Linked DNA regions of Rattus norvegicus: region 1 is linked to region 2. A link is a contact called in public Hi-C data. All regions are on one chromosome and are shown on one strand. Each heading gives the region's core, a stretch centred on a gene start, on an enhancer-like site or on the middle of the called end of the contact. The rest is flanking DNA. Distances are from core to core; before and after follow the strand shown. Region 1 overlaps Shank2 (SH3 and multiple ankyrin repeat domains 2). Region 2 has its middle 43 kb from the start of Shank2.

Region 1 (6,120 bases), core at 1,816-4,315, 93 kb after region 2:
GCTTGTCCTGAGTTCTTTTGGCTTCTTCTGGCTCCTCAGGTATAAGTGGGTGATTTAAGTCTCAGTCAGGGCTAACACTGGTTGAGAAGGCAGGCATCTTAGAGTGTGTATGTAATGCCAGCCTGGGGTTGTTGATCTTCCTGTCCGGGCTGCCCAGTTTAATGAGACATATTTATGCAGTGTAGTATTTACTATTCTTCCTCGCTTTGTCTAGAGGTTCCCTCACCTTCGCTGCAGTCTCATGGAGCAGCCCTTACACTCATCTCAGGCGCCAGGCAGACATGGGCAAATCCTAGCTGCCTTCGTCCACAGTGCTGCTGAGACTGTTGTAGGCAGGAAACGAGCGGCAGCTGCCTTTCTGCAGTGGTGGACATGCGGCCCCAGCGCTGCTGCGTGCCTCACTGAGACCCACACGGACCGGCAGTCAATGCTGACTTGCCCCTCAGCTCTCACTGTGGGCTTGTGGCCCACTGGGAGTTGTAGATATTTGCTCCTGGTCATCCAGTCATCCGTGTAACATATAGCAATAGGACAAGCATGACCTCCTCAGTTCTTGTGGTGTAGCCCTGACTCCAGGACCTCACAATGTAACTGTTCGGAGCTAGGAGGGCTTTCAAGAGGGGATTAGGATAAATTAAGGCCAACAGGGTGACTCTGATTCACATGACTGGGGCCCTAATAAGAAGTGGGGATCAGACACAGGGTAGCCTGTGAGGACAGGGAGAAGACGCCAGCTGCAAGCCAAGGGGACAGGTCTCAGGAGGAGCCAACACTGAGATTCCTCCATCCTGGACTTCTGATGCTGTGGAAACAAACAGATGCACAGTTAAAGACTGAAACACACAGGCTGGGCTTTTCTGGTTGGATTTGACGAAGATCAAGACCCCCTGAACTTTACCCTTGCAAATTGGCTTGGCAGGCTATGGCCAATGAGCACGGTGTGGGAGATTTGTTCTTGTGGCCTCCGAAGCTCCTGTCCTGCACTGAATGGCAGACCCAGCACGGTTGATCTCTCCACCCATCCACAGTGCATACTAACCAAAGCAACTTACAGAAGTAAGGGTCTGTTTGTACTTAAAATTCCAGAGGGATCCGAATCCATGATGGCAGAGTAGAGGCATAGCAGTTGACGTTGAGAGCTCACAGCTCCCATCTTGAATTCCAAGCAAGAAGCAAAAGGAATTAACTAGAAATGGAGTGAGTCTTTTAACTCTCAGAGCCCGCCCCCACAGTGACATACTTCCTCCAGCAAGGCCACACCTCTAAATCCTTCCCAAACAGTTCTACCAACAGGGTATTGAATAGCATTCAAACACATGAGCCTATGGGGATCATTCTCATTGATGACCACCACAAGGGTCATCATCAATTATAATCACCATTACCACCCTCCACCATCACCATTATTCCTAATTGATAATTCACTATTATCTAATTGACATGCCCAGGTGTGTGATTACAAATTCAATCAAGGTGACAATCAAGATTAAAGGTCAGGGGCAGGTGATTTGCATATCTGCTACTTCACGGGGCTGTTGGGACTGACCCCAGGTATACTGCCTCATACCTCTAAGTTCAGAAATCCAAGATCCAAGTGCTGGCTTCTCCAGGATGCCCTGAGGAGCCTCTGTCCCACTCTTCGATTTTTTTTTTCTCTATAGGAACATCATCCCGATAATCCTGCAGCCCCCATCCTATGCGCCACCTGTGTCATTCCTGTTTACCATCCCTGTAATGCCATGAATTAGGTCAGAGCCACCCTTCTCCAGTGCAGCCTCATCTTAATTGACCACACCTGAAAAAACATTTCTAAATACGTTTCTGTCTTCTTGGGGTGGATGTTGCTTATGGTCACCTGCATCTTTCTGGCTGCCAAACGTGTGACGTGAGGCCCAATGTACTGAGGAATCAACACGGCGGTTGCTTAGTAGGTCTGCCCAGCAGGTGGGTGGCAGACCTAGGTATTCCTGACCTGTGAATTCTGTCTCTTCCCAGAAGGGGCTCCATGGGGCACCACTGGTGCTTTCCAAACCTGCTGTTTGTTTCTGAGGGTTGGTTCTCAAACTGGGGAGGTGCAGAATGGGCGTCACTGCTCTGCCCACCAAGTGGCAGTGAGTGCCAGTCTTTGTGTAGCTTACAATGGCCAACAAGTCCTCTGGGAGGCAGCATACAGCCCTGGGCCCCTCTAGGCACTTGCCAGTTGGCAGGTTCTTGTCAGCTGTCGGGGGGGGGGGGGGGAGAGAGAGAGAGAGAGAGAGAGAGAGAGAGAGAGAGAGAGAGAGAGAGAGAGAGAGAGAGGCTGCTGAAATGCTCTGTGTGAGGGAACCTGAGTTGGGACGTCCCATCTGTGTACTGTAACCCAAATCCTGCAGTGATTCCTGAACTGGGAGTGGTGGGGTTATGTGCAGCCCCAGGAGGCTGTATCTCTTATCAGGCTTTTGTTGTGTCAAGATCACAGAGAGTTCTCACCTAGCCCTGGGCGGATGGAGGAGGGGGGCCCATGTGCCTCCTCTCTGGAAGGAACAACTGGTCCCACCAGGTCTTGTAACCCAGGAAGGTCAGAGGGTCACCCTGAACTCAGCCAGTGACACCTGAGAGGGGCCAACAGGAGCGTTCATTCATGTGTGGGGTGTCAGCTTCCCTGGCTGGGGTTGGAGCCGCTAGACTAGTGTTCAGGGTTGACAGGAGCTGAGCCATTCTGCAGCCATGAGAGCCTTCTGGTGCTCAGGGACAGGATCCTGAAGGCAACAGGGCCTTCGGTACCCTTAGGCAGGCCCACACAGAAACCCCTGTGAAGCACTAATTCTAGCCTCTTTCAGCAATTCCCCAGCTCTCCTAAGCTGTCTTCACAGTAGGAAAGCGCATCCCTGCACTCCTGCTATGGCTGAGCAGTGGAAACCTATTTTAATCCAAGACAAATGAAAAGTCTTAGTTAGACACGAACTTGGTCTGGCTTTGCTTCCCTTGGCTTCCAAGGAGTGCTACTGAAGGCTCCTGGGAACACAGCTGAATGTCACTCTTCCAGTTCTCACAGGCAGGGATGCATCTTTAGGAGTGTGGGTGATGGAGGCCCAGCAGAGCTGTTTAACCTTTTAAGAAATTACCTCTTGCAGTGACTGGTTTGATACTCCCCAACCCTGCTCAAATAGTTTCTCATAATTGCCACCCCTCACCCTTCAAGTGGTACGTACAGGTTGGGTTTTGTTTTCTTTTCCATTTTTTCACATGCGTGTATGTGGTGTGCATATGCACATGCATGTTTGGCTACATGATGTCCAAAGTGGATGTCTAGAGCCATCCTTCACTGACTGCTCTTTCACCTGTTCCCTGAGGCAGGGGTTAAGGCTCTACCAATCAAACCCAGAGCTTGCCCTTCTGGCTGGTGCCGTCAGCCAGCTCTGTCTGCCAGATGCACTGTCCCTGCCTTCTGGGGCTGGAATTACAGATGCATGCCACACCCACCTGGCATTTATATGAGTTCTAGGGATTTGAACTCCAATCCTCACACTCTCACGGCAAGCGCTTTTAATCATAGAGCTTTGTCACCGGCTGTCATACGGTTCTGATTTTCAGTTCAGAGACAGTGTTGGTGATGTGAAGACTCACTCTCACCCCTCAGGCTTCCCATAGTGAGCTCCTGAGGCAAGGTATCATAGTTGCCAGAGAGCAAGCCATGCACACCTCAAGGGGCACCATCGCACAGTCAGCGGCAGCACCAGGGGCTCCATGTAAATGGATGGAGAATCATGCACAAGACTCGTTTTATCTTTATCAGGAAGGAGTGCGGCTTTTACACAGGGGCACACTGGATCTATTAGGTGTTACAAATAGGAAATCATGCAGTATATCCAACCATGTGTCCCAGGGCAGCTGTAAATACCTCAAACAAAAGAGGTTTTATTTCCTAACGCAATCACACAGTTCTCAAACATGGACTTTTGTAGATGGCAATGCTATATTCCAATATGAAATGCACTGGGAGGGTGTGTGGACATTTTAAAAACATGTCATCGTTGCATATGAGGAACCTGAGTGTCGGGGGGGGGTCCTGTAACCCGTGGGATGTCTTAGAGACAGCTGTATTTGGCTATGACTCTCAGTGGATATCCCCCACCACAGTGCACTCCTGCGCTCTGGTGTGCACATTTATGCATAGAATAATCTTGGTTTCGGTTCCTAGGCTGGCTGGTCAGGTAGTCTCAGGGGTTAGCCTGTCTCTACTCCCTAGTGCTGGGACTTTGTGAGGCTTCTGGGGCTCAAGCTCAGCTGCCATGCTTAGAGGGCAGGCACTTCATTGACTCCCAGCCCTGACTGAGTTCTTTTGCTTTCCCCAGCCTTTCTGTTTGAGAGACAGAGGTAAACTTTACTTCGAAGTCAGCAAGCCACGTCTCTTGGCTCCCGTGTTCTGAACACGTAGCAGTGGGGCAGAGGGGACAGGAACTGGAAGGAACAGGAATCTTTTGATCCTGTGCCCAGGTTAGTGGCTCCGATGACCTTTGGCATCCTGACTCATGCCTCTGTTCTTCCTGCAGAAGTGCATTCGATTTAACCCGGACGCCACCGTGTGGGTGGCCAAGCAGCGGATACTGTGCACGCTGAACCAAGGCCTGAAGGATGTACTCAACTATGGGCTCTTTCAGCCCGCCAGCAACGGGCGTGACGGCAAGTTCCTGGATGAGGAACGGCTCCTGCGGGAATACCCACAGCCCATGGGCCAGGGTGTGCCTTCCTTGGAGGTAAAGAGCCCTGTGTGACCGTGCGAGGGCTGGTGCTGTGCAGCCTGGGTGCAACCGAGGGCAGCATTTTAGCCAGGCTCTGGTTGGTTTTCCATTAGAAACTCAGCCACCCTACAGTTAAGGTCTGGCTCCTCTGGACCTTCCCTTTTAGGCATGTGGGTGACAGGTACCCGGTGGTCCTTCTTGGTGGCCTTAGAGGTGTGGATCAATGGCCTGATTAGCTGATGACAAAGCGGGAGCTGAGTTTATGGGGGCATCTGGATGTGGGCTGGGGTAGGATGCAGGGCTAAAGCATCGTAATCTAGCAGCAGGCTTGGACACCTTCCAATTCCATTCAGAAGCTACAGGCTGAGCTTAGAAGACACACACTCCTCAGGCAGTCCTGGCGGTCCAGTTCTTCAGGACTGACGTGTTCTGACACTTAAAAATCAAGGAAGTTCCCATCTGAGTCATGGGCGGACCTTGCCTTCTGTGGACTTGTCATGTTGTGTGGGGTAGAGGAAGAACAGAACACAGTGATGGCACTACACACTACAGAGATGGCTCAGGGGTTAAGAGCGGTGGTTGCTCTTCCAGAGGTCCCAAGTTTCCCAGCAATCACATGGGTGGCTCACAACCATCTGTAATGAGATCTAATGCCCTCTTCTGGCCAGTGGATGTATACGCAGAGCACTTAGACATTAAATAAATTTAAAAAAAGAACAGCTGCTGCTCTTCCATAGGACCCAAGTTGATTCCAGCCTCTAAACACATACACACACACACACACACACACACACACACACACACACACACACACACAGAGGAATGCACACACACATGTACACACATACATATATACACATATACATATATACATAGACATAGACACACATATATGCACACACATGTACACACATACATATACACACATATACACATATACATATATACATAGACACAGACACACATATATGCACATACATGTACACACATATACATACACATATACACATGCACACATATATACATGCATATACATATACACATATATGCACACAAATACACACATATACATACATATACACAGACACACATAGAGATTGCTTTGTGATTTTGAACACTCATTGCTGTTGCAGAGGAACTGGTTTCAATTCCCAGCACTCACTTGGTAGCTTACAACCATCTTTAACTCCAGTTCCAGGGGATCTAATGCCTTCTGACCTCCATAGTTAACAGTCACATACATGGTACATCGATATACATTCAGGCAAAACACCTGTGGACACAAAATTATATATATATTTTTTTTTGAGATAGGGTTTCTCTGTGTAGCCTTGGCTGTCCTGGAATTCACCCTGCAGATCAGGTTGGCCTCGAACTTATAGAGATCTACCTGCCTTTG
Region 2 (6,050 bases), core at 1,326-3,825:
CCACAGTGAAAAGCAGAATGAGAATAAACACATGAATCCTTGCTTGCTTCTCGAGGCAAGATTTCTCCTTCCTTATATTGTTTGAGATCCTCTGCCTAGAGAATGGTGCTGCTGCTGCCCTCAGTAGGCTGGGTCTTCCTATATTGTCAAGACAATTGCCTGTTAATATGCCAACAAGGTAACACAATCCAGAGAGTTCCTCGGTTGCAGGTGTCTTCTCATGTGATCCTAGGTTTGTAAAGTTGACAATTAAAAACTGAACGTGTAATGAGCACACACACAAACACAGAGAGAAATTGTTCTGAGTTGGAGCCCAAGTACACTTAAGCTTTTCTTTTTCTTTTGTTTAAATGTAAAGTTACCTCTGAGATTGGCCACATCAGGGTGTTCTAAAGATATCTACAAGGCAGCTGTGAGGCCAGTGAGTCAAGCTTCTGTTAGATGAGAACAGAGATCCAGTGAAACACTGTATCCCAAGCAGGTACACCACAGAGCCTGACTCATGGGGTTGCCCTCCTCAGCCCCAGCAAAATGCACAGGTGGTGGCTGGCTGGACCAAGGACACTGTCTACCTCTCAGGGATGAAATTAAGGGTGTGCTGGAGTCTATGCCGAAAGTCAGGACACACGTCTGCTCCTGAGACTGTCTGGTATTCAGGCCCAGGGTTCTGGCTTTGAGCTTTGTAACAGAGACTTGTCCCTTCCATTTGGAAGTAAAAGGAGATGGTTCTGTATGTAGTCACCCACATCGCTCCTGGCTGAGGGAAGCTGTTGGCCTGGTCCCTCTGCCTTGGGTCCAACCAGAAGTCACATAACACTTTGATTATTTCTGTAACCTTTTGGGGGCCTCTTTCAGTTTCTCCCTCAGAGGAAGCTTGTTGGCCTACGAAAATGCATTTTTACCCGAAATAGACATTAATCCAACATTGCAAGATTTTTTTTCTTTAAAGATAGGGACTTACTATGTAGCCCAGGCTAACCAGGAACTCATGGCAATCCTCCTTCATCAACTCCTTGAGTGCTAGGTCTACAGAGATGAACACGCACACATGCACATGTGCACACACATACTTTATTTGTTTGTTTGTTCATTTTTGACGACAGAGTCTTACTATGTGGCCCTTGCCGTCACAGAACTTGCCATGTAGACCAGGCACCTACAGCTCACAGCTTTGGGACTGCTCATGGCAGAAGGGCCTGTATCTCCTACTCTCCCTAAAATCCCACTGGAAGCTGGGAACACCCAGATGTGCAACAGGCAGCTCTTGGCTGGGGCTATTTATCCCATTTTTCTGTCCCTAGGAGGAGCACCATCTGGTGTCATTTTCCCTGGAGTACCAGACTGCTCTCCTCCTGCTTATTATGGCTTCCCCAGTACCACAAGTAAGTGAATGACCTCAGGTTGCTCCAGTGAGCACCTAGAGTCCCAGTGCTTGGACCATGACCAATCCAGTCATAAGCAGAGTCTTCTCCGGGATTCTTGTCAAAAGCCCTGGTGACTTCCTTTCTAGTGGGTCAGCCACAGTCTGAATGGAGGCAGGTGGTAACTCAGATGATGGGCGGGAAAGAGCAATCCCAGAGCCCAGAGAGACTGTATTAGTTTTATTATTCTTCATTGCTGTGATAAAGACCTAACTTTAGCAACTTAAGGAAAGAGAGGGGTTTTGTTTAGGGTTTGTTTGGGCTCACAGTTTTAGGGTCCACCACAGGCCACCATGATGGGGAAGACACAGCTATGACAGTAGGAGTGTGAGGTTGTTGGCTCACATAGTAGTGACATAGTAGCAAGCAGAGACGGAACAGAAGGGGAGAGCCCGCCTCCAGCTAACTCATTTCCTCCAGAGATGCCCCGCCCCCTAAGGGTTCCACAGTATCCCCAAACAGCACAAGTAGGACTTGCTGGTCACTAAGAGTTCAAACACAGGCGCCTGCTAGGCAGCATCTCACATCTGAGCTAGGATAGATGCTGTGAGGCTACCCCACTGGGGAGCTTGCTCTGCACTGAGCTAGCTAGCACCTCCAGCATTGGTGTCCCCTAAGAACACATGCTCCAACCGTGCAGATCAATGTTTGACCACATTCCAGGTATCCTGGACCCAGTCCAGGTCGAATAAAACTCAGGGTCACACACAGTGAGGTCACCGACTGTAGAGCTGGAAAGACCTCTAAGCGGGTCTGGGGCAGATGTCTTGCATGCCCTCTCCCTTCTCACTCTGGCCCTCAGGCTGTGTTTCCCAGGCTCTGTACATTCCCGGGCAGACCTCTAAGGTCCAGGGGGTCTTTCTCATGGATGCCCTCCATATCGAAGAACAATCCTGCCTCTGTTTTATTGTTTGTTGGATAAACAGGCTGGATCAGGATGGCCAGTCTCCTTCTTCCTCCTCTTTTCTCACAACCAACCGAACCAGCCTGGCCTGTTCTGAACCAAGGAGGCTGGCTCCTCATTGGACCTCAGGGTCTGTCCTCTACATGTGAGCTTGGGGGCAGGGAAGGCGTCAGGAACCTCCCTTCCCCAGTAGCCACTCTTCTATGTGGGCCTGCCTTCTGTTTGACTTGGTTTGGTGGCACACACCTGTAATCTCTGCCCTCAGGAGGCTGAGGCACCAGAATTGCCATGAGTTCAAAGGTCAGCCTGGGCTACATGGGTATCGTGAGCTACAAAGTGAGATACCGAGATACTGCCTCAAAAAAACGCAGAAACAGAAATGGCAAAGAATGGAAAAAAGAAAAAGAAAAAAGTATAGCCACGTAGGTCTGACCCAGGATCAGTGAGCTTATTCAAGGCTGCTGAGTCATGCTAGGCACCTACATAACTTTGACATGGCTCTCCTCACAGTCTGTTGAGCATGGGGAGAATCTGCTAGAAAAGGCCATTTCCCAGAGTCAACACTCAGAGGATGGGAAGTGGGTACATCCCCAAAGCCACTCAGATTTAGTGTGTGTGTGTGTGTGTGTGTGTGTGTGTGTGTGTGTGTGTGTGTGTGTGTCCGTCCTGTAGAGATCTAGGATTACTTGTGTGGAGTTGCCCATCCGGACCTGGACCTGGCACAGTGTTCTCTGCTACGGGAACACCATGGGGACAGGCAGGGTCTTCTATCATGACTGCAACTCTGATCCACCAGGGGGCCAGGCCTGGGAAGCCTTTGCACACACAGGGCCGTTTCTAACCCTTACCGCTTCCTCTACAGACTGGGGTGCCTCCTCAGCAGGTATGGGGCACGGCTGGTCAGAGGTAAGACGTCTCCTATTGTTCTGTTGCACCCGAGTATCCCCATGTTCCCTTTTTAGAGTTGAAGTTCTGAAATCTACTCCTGTCCCCTCTGGCCTCTCTGGGAATGCTTTCTTGGATGCTCCTTTTGTCAGCTGGGGAACACGATGACCAGACAGACGGTCCAGAGCTGCAGAATTTCATGGCCCTACCTTGATGTCCCCAGGCAGACCCTTAGCTAACTCTTAACCCGAGTTAGGAGCACCTGTGGGTGCTGGCAGCTACAGCAGGAGTGCAGGGAGTCAGCCCTCCCTGCCCTGGTTCCAGCAAACTCTGGAGCCACGTGTGTCAGACAAAGGTGTAGAGTGTGTCCTGGCTGCCAGACAAAGCTGTCCTTCCCACCCAGCTGTCAGGAGGACAAAAGGCTGATTGAAGGCCCCTGATTCCTGTTACCAGGCCAGAGGCTGCTATTTACCTTCCTCAAGGTGAGATGGACTCAGTGGGGGCGCCCAGTGGGGATAATGCCACAGCCAGGTCTTGGCCCAGTTACAAGAATGTGCCCGTTAGTTAGTAATCCTCCAAAAGGTTGTATTAGGTGCAGTGCCTGTGCCCAGGCTGCCAAGCTGCCTACTTTTTTCTTAACTGCTTTTGTAACTGCAAAAGTGATTTCCACTCTGACTGATGTATCTTGCCTCTCACTACCACCAGAACCAAAAGGTCAGAGGTGGTTTTCCCTTGATGCTGCAGTGTCTCTAAGGTCTGGGGTCCAGCTAAGATGTCTTTCTCTGTGTGTTGTTAAGGAGTTCCACTCCTGACACAGAAGTCTGGTCCAGTAGACTGAGCATGAACTAGTCAAGGCCTGTCAATCAACACCTTTTTTTTTTTTAAATCTCTCTTAATGTCTGGCTCCCATCTCATGATCTTATTCAGTGCTGGGGCATTCCGGAAGTGGATTGTTTACTGAACCTTTGTTTTCAAAGTGAAACAGACCCAGAGCGGTGAAGTGAATTACTCCACACTGTAGAGTCAGAGATGGACAGGGCTGCAATTCATTACTTTAAAACTTTATTGATGTCATATTGACATACAATAAATGGCCCATGTTGATCACGAACAGTCTGATAACTTTTTACGAAATCTGTGCAGCAAAGCCTGACTAACTTCATCCCTGTCGATGCTGGGGGCAGGACAATGTGCTGAGGAAGATGCCTGACAGAAGATCAGACTGCTTCAAGACATAACCACAAAAATGTCTCCAGAGCTGCCAGGTGATTTCTGAGGGGCAAAGCCATCTCTTGTTGGAAACCAATAGTTCTCTCAGGCCGTTCTGTTGCTATAGTGAAACACTGGATGCCATGTGCTTTAAAAAGAAAAGATGGGGCTGAGGAGTCGTTCAGAGCATTGGCTGCTTTTGCAGAGAACCTGGATTCAGTTCCTTGTGGCTCTTTGTAATGCCGGCCTCCGTGGATCTGACGTTCTCTTCTGGCCCTCCACGGACATGATATAAACATGGTACTTACAGACAGAACACTCACACACGTATGATCGTTTCTTTTTTCAAGACAGGGTTTCTCTGTACAGCCCTGGCTGTTCTGGAACTCACTCTGTAGACCAGGTTAGTCTCGAACTCGCAGACATTTGCTTCCTCTGCCTCCCAAGTGCTGGGATTAAAGGTGTGCACCACCACTTCCCTGCTAACATCATTATTTTTTTTTTAAAAGAAAAAGAGGTTTATTTAGCTCGTAAGTTTTTTCTTTTGTACTCTTTTTGAGACAGGCTCTTATTCTGTAACCAACTTGTCCTTGAACCCTGGGCGCTCTTCCTTCTGTAAGTGCTAGGATCATAGATTTGAGTGGCTCACAGTTTGAAAGGTTTTAGGTCCAGGAACAGATGCTACTCCATTTGGCCTCTTATAAGACTCATGTAAAGGTAACTTTTATTCACCTGATATAATTATCATCTCAGAGGCGTACTGCTCACTAAGCTCACCCTTTCTAGTTTTTTGATTTTTTTTTTCTGAACTCTGACTGGATGTTCAATGCAGCTGCTCTGGCTCAAACTCTGCTCCAAGCTGACTGATTTAATCTGATTTCTCTGGCTTCTCACTGAATTACTTTACTTGACCTCACACTAACTCTGGTAATTTGTTCTAATTTTCTGGCTTCTTATTCTCTGGCTTCAACTGTTCCTGCTGACCTGCACTGAACTGCGTACACGCACAAATGAACTCAGCTTCTCTGCACTGCACTCGCTGCGCCAACCCCAAGTCTCTGACTGAACTCCACTGCACTCGCTGCGCTGGCTCCCAGCTCACAGACCGGCTCCCCTGCACCGAACTCAACCAGCAGAACTGACCAAACTCCACTCACTAAACTGCCCTCCAATTAGACTTCACTTTCGAACATGGCTGTTCCTTCTACAAACTAAGCTTACCCACACGGCTTGGAATTAAAGGTGTGTACTAAAGGTGTGTCTGCATTCCAGCTGGATCATGCAGACCAGGAGGTCTGTGGATGTGATCCCTTGCCAGAGCAGCCATGTTGCTGGATTAAAATTCCTCTACAGACCCCCTTGGCTATATCAAATATAGCAGAGGAACAGGTCTAGGGAGATGATTCAATCGGCAAAGCAAATGAGCTGCATGGGTGTGATCTCCAGCATCCGTGTGAAAAGCCAGGCATGGCGGCAGGCATGTGCACTCCTAGTGATGGGAGGCAGAGGTAGGTGGTTCTCCTGGGACTGTTGACCTAATTGGTGAGCTTCAGGTCAGTGAGAAACTCGGAGGAGTTGGATGGCCTTTCTTGTGACACTTAAGGCTTTTGTCTGGCATGTACATGCATAGA

What was found. Hi-C and Micro-C count contacts between places; a contact is called where the count stands out from the background.
Region 1: a contact with region 2 is called in a Hi-C map of liver, with 4 times the contacts expected there. The contact joins two enhancer-like sites. A contact is called at or near these places in 4 of 12 Hi-C or Micro-C datasets (kidney, liver and mammary epithelial cells).

Annotation. Positions count from the first base shown.
Region 1 is chr1:208,645,411-208,651,530 of GRCr8, forward strand. It overlaps Shank2 (SH3 and multiple ankyrin repeat domains 2), which reads left to right. Exons shown (of 23, transcript NM_201350.1): 3 at 4,533-4,736. Among named protein-coding and RNA genes, the nearest start is that of Shank2, 50 kb to the left of the region's middle. Within about 2 kb of position 3,066, at least 1 of the 93 cell types and tissues checked has an H3K27ac peak or open chromatin away from gene starts, as enhancers often do. A contact at or near this core is called in liver, where this site is marked.
Region 2 is chr1:208,553,031-208,559,080 of GRCr8, forward strand. No RefSeq gene overlaps it. Among named protein-coding and RNA genes, the nearest start is that of Shank2, 43 kb to the right of the region's middle. Within about 2 kb of position 2,576, at least 4 of the 93 cell types and tissues checked have an H3K27ac peak or open chromatin away from gene starts, as enhancers often do. A contact at or near this core is called in liver, where this site is marked.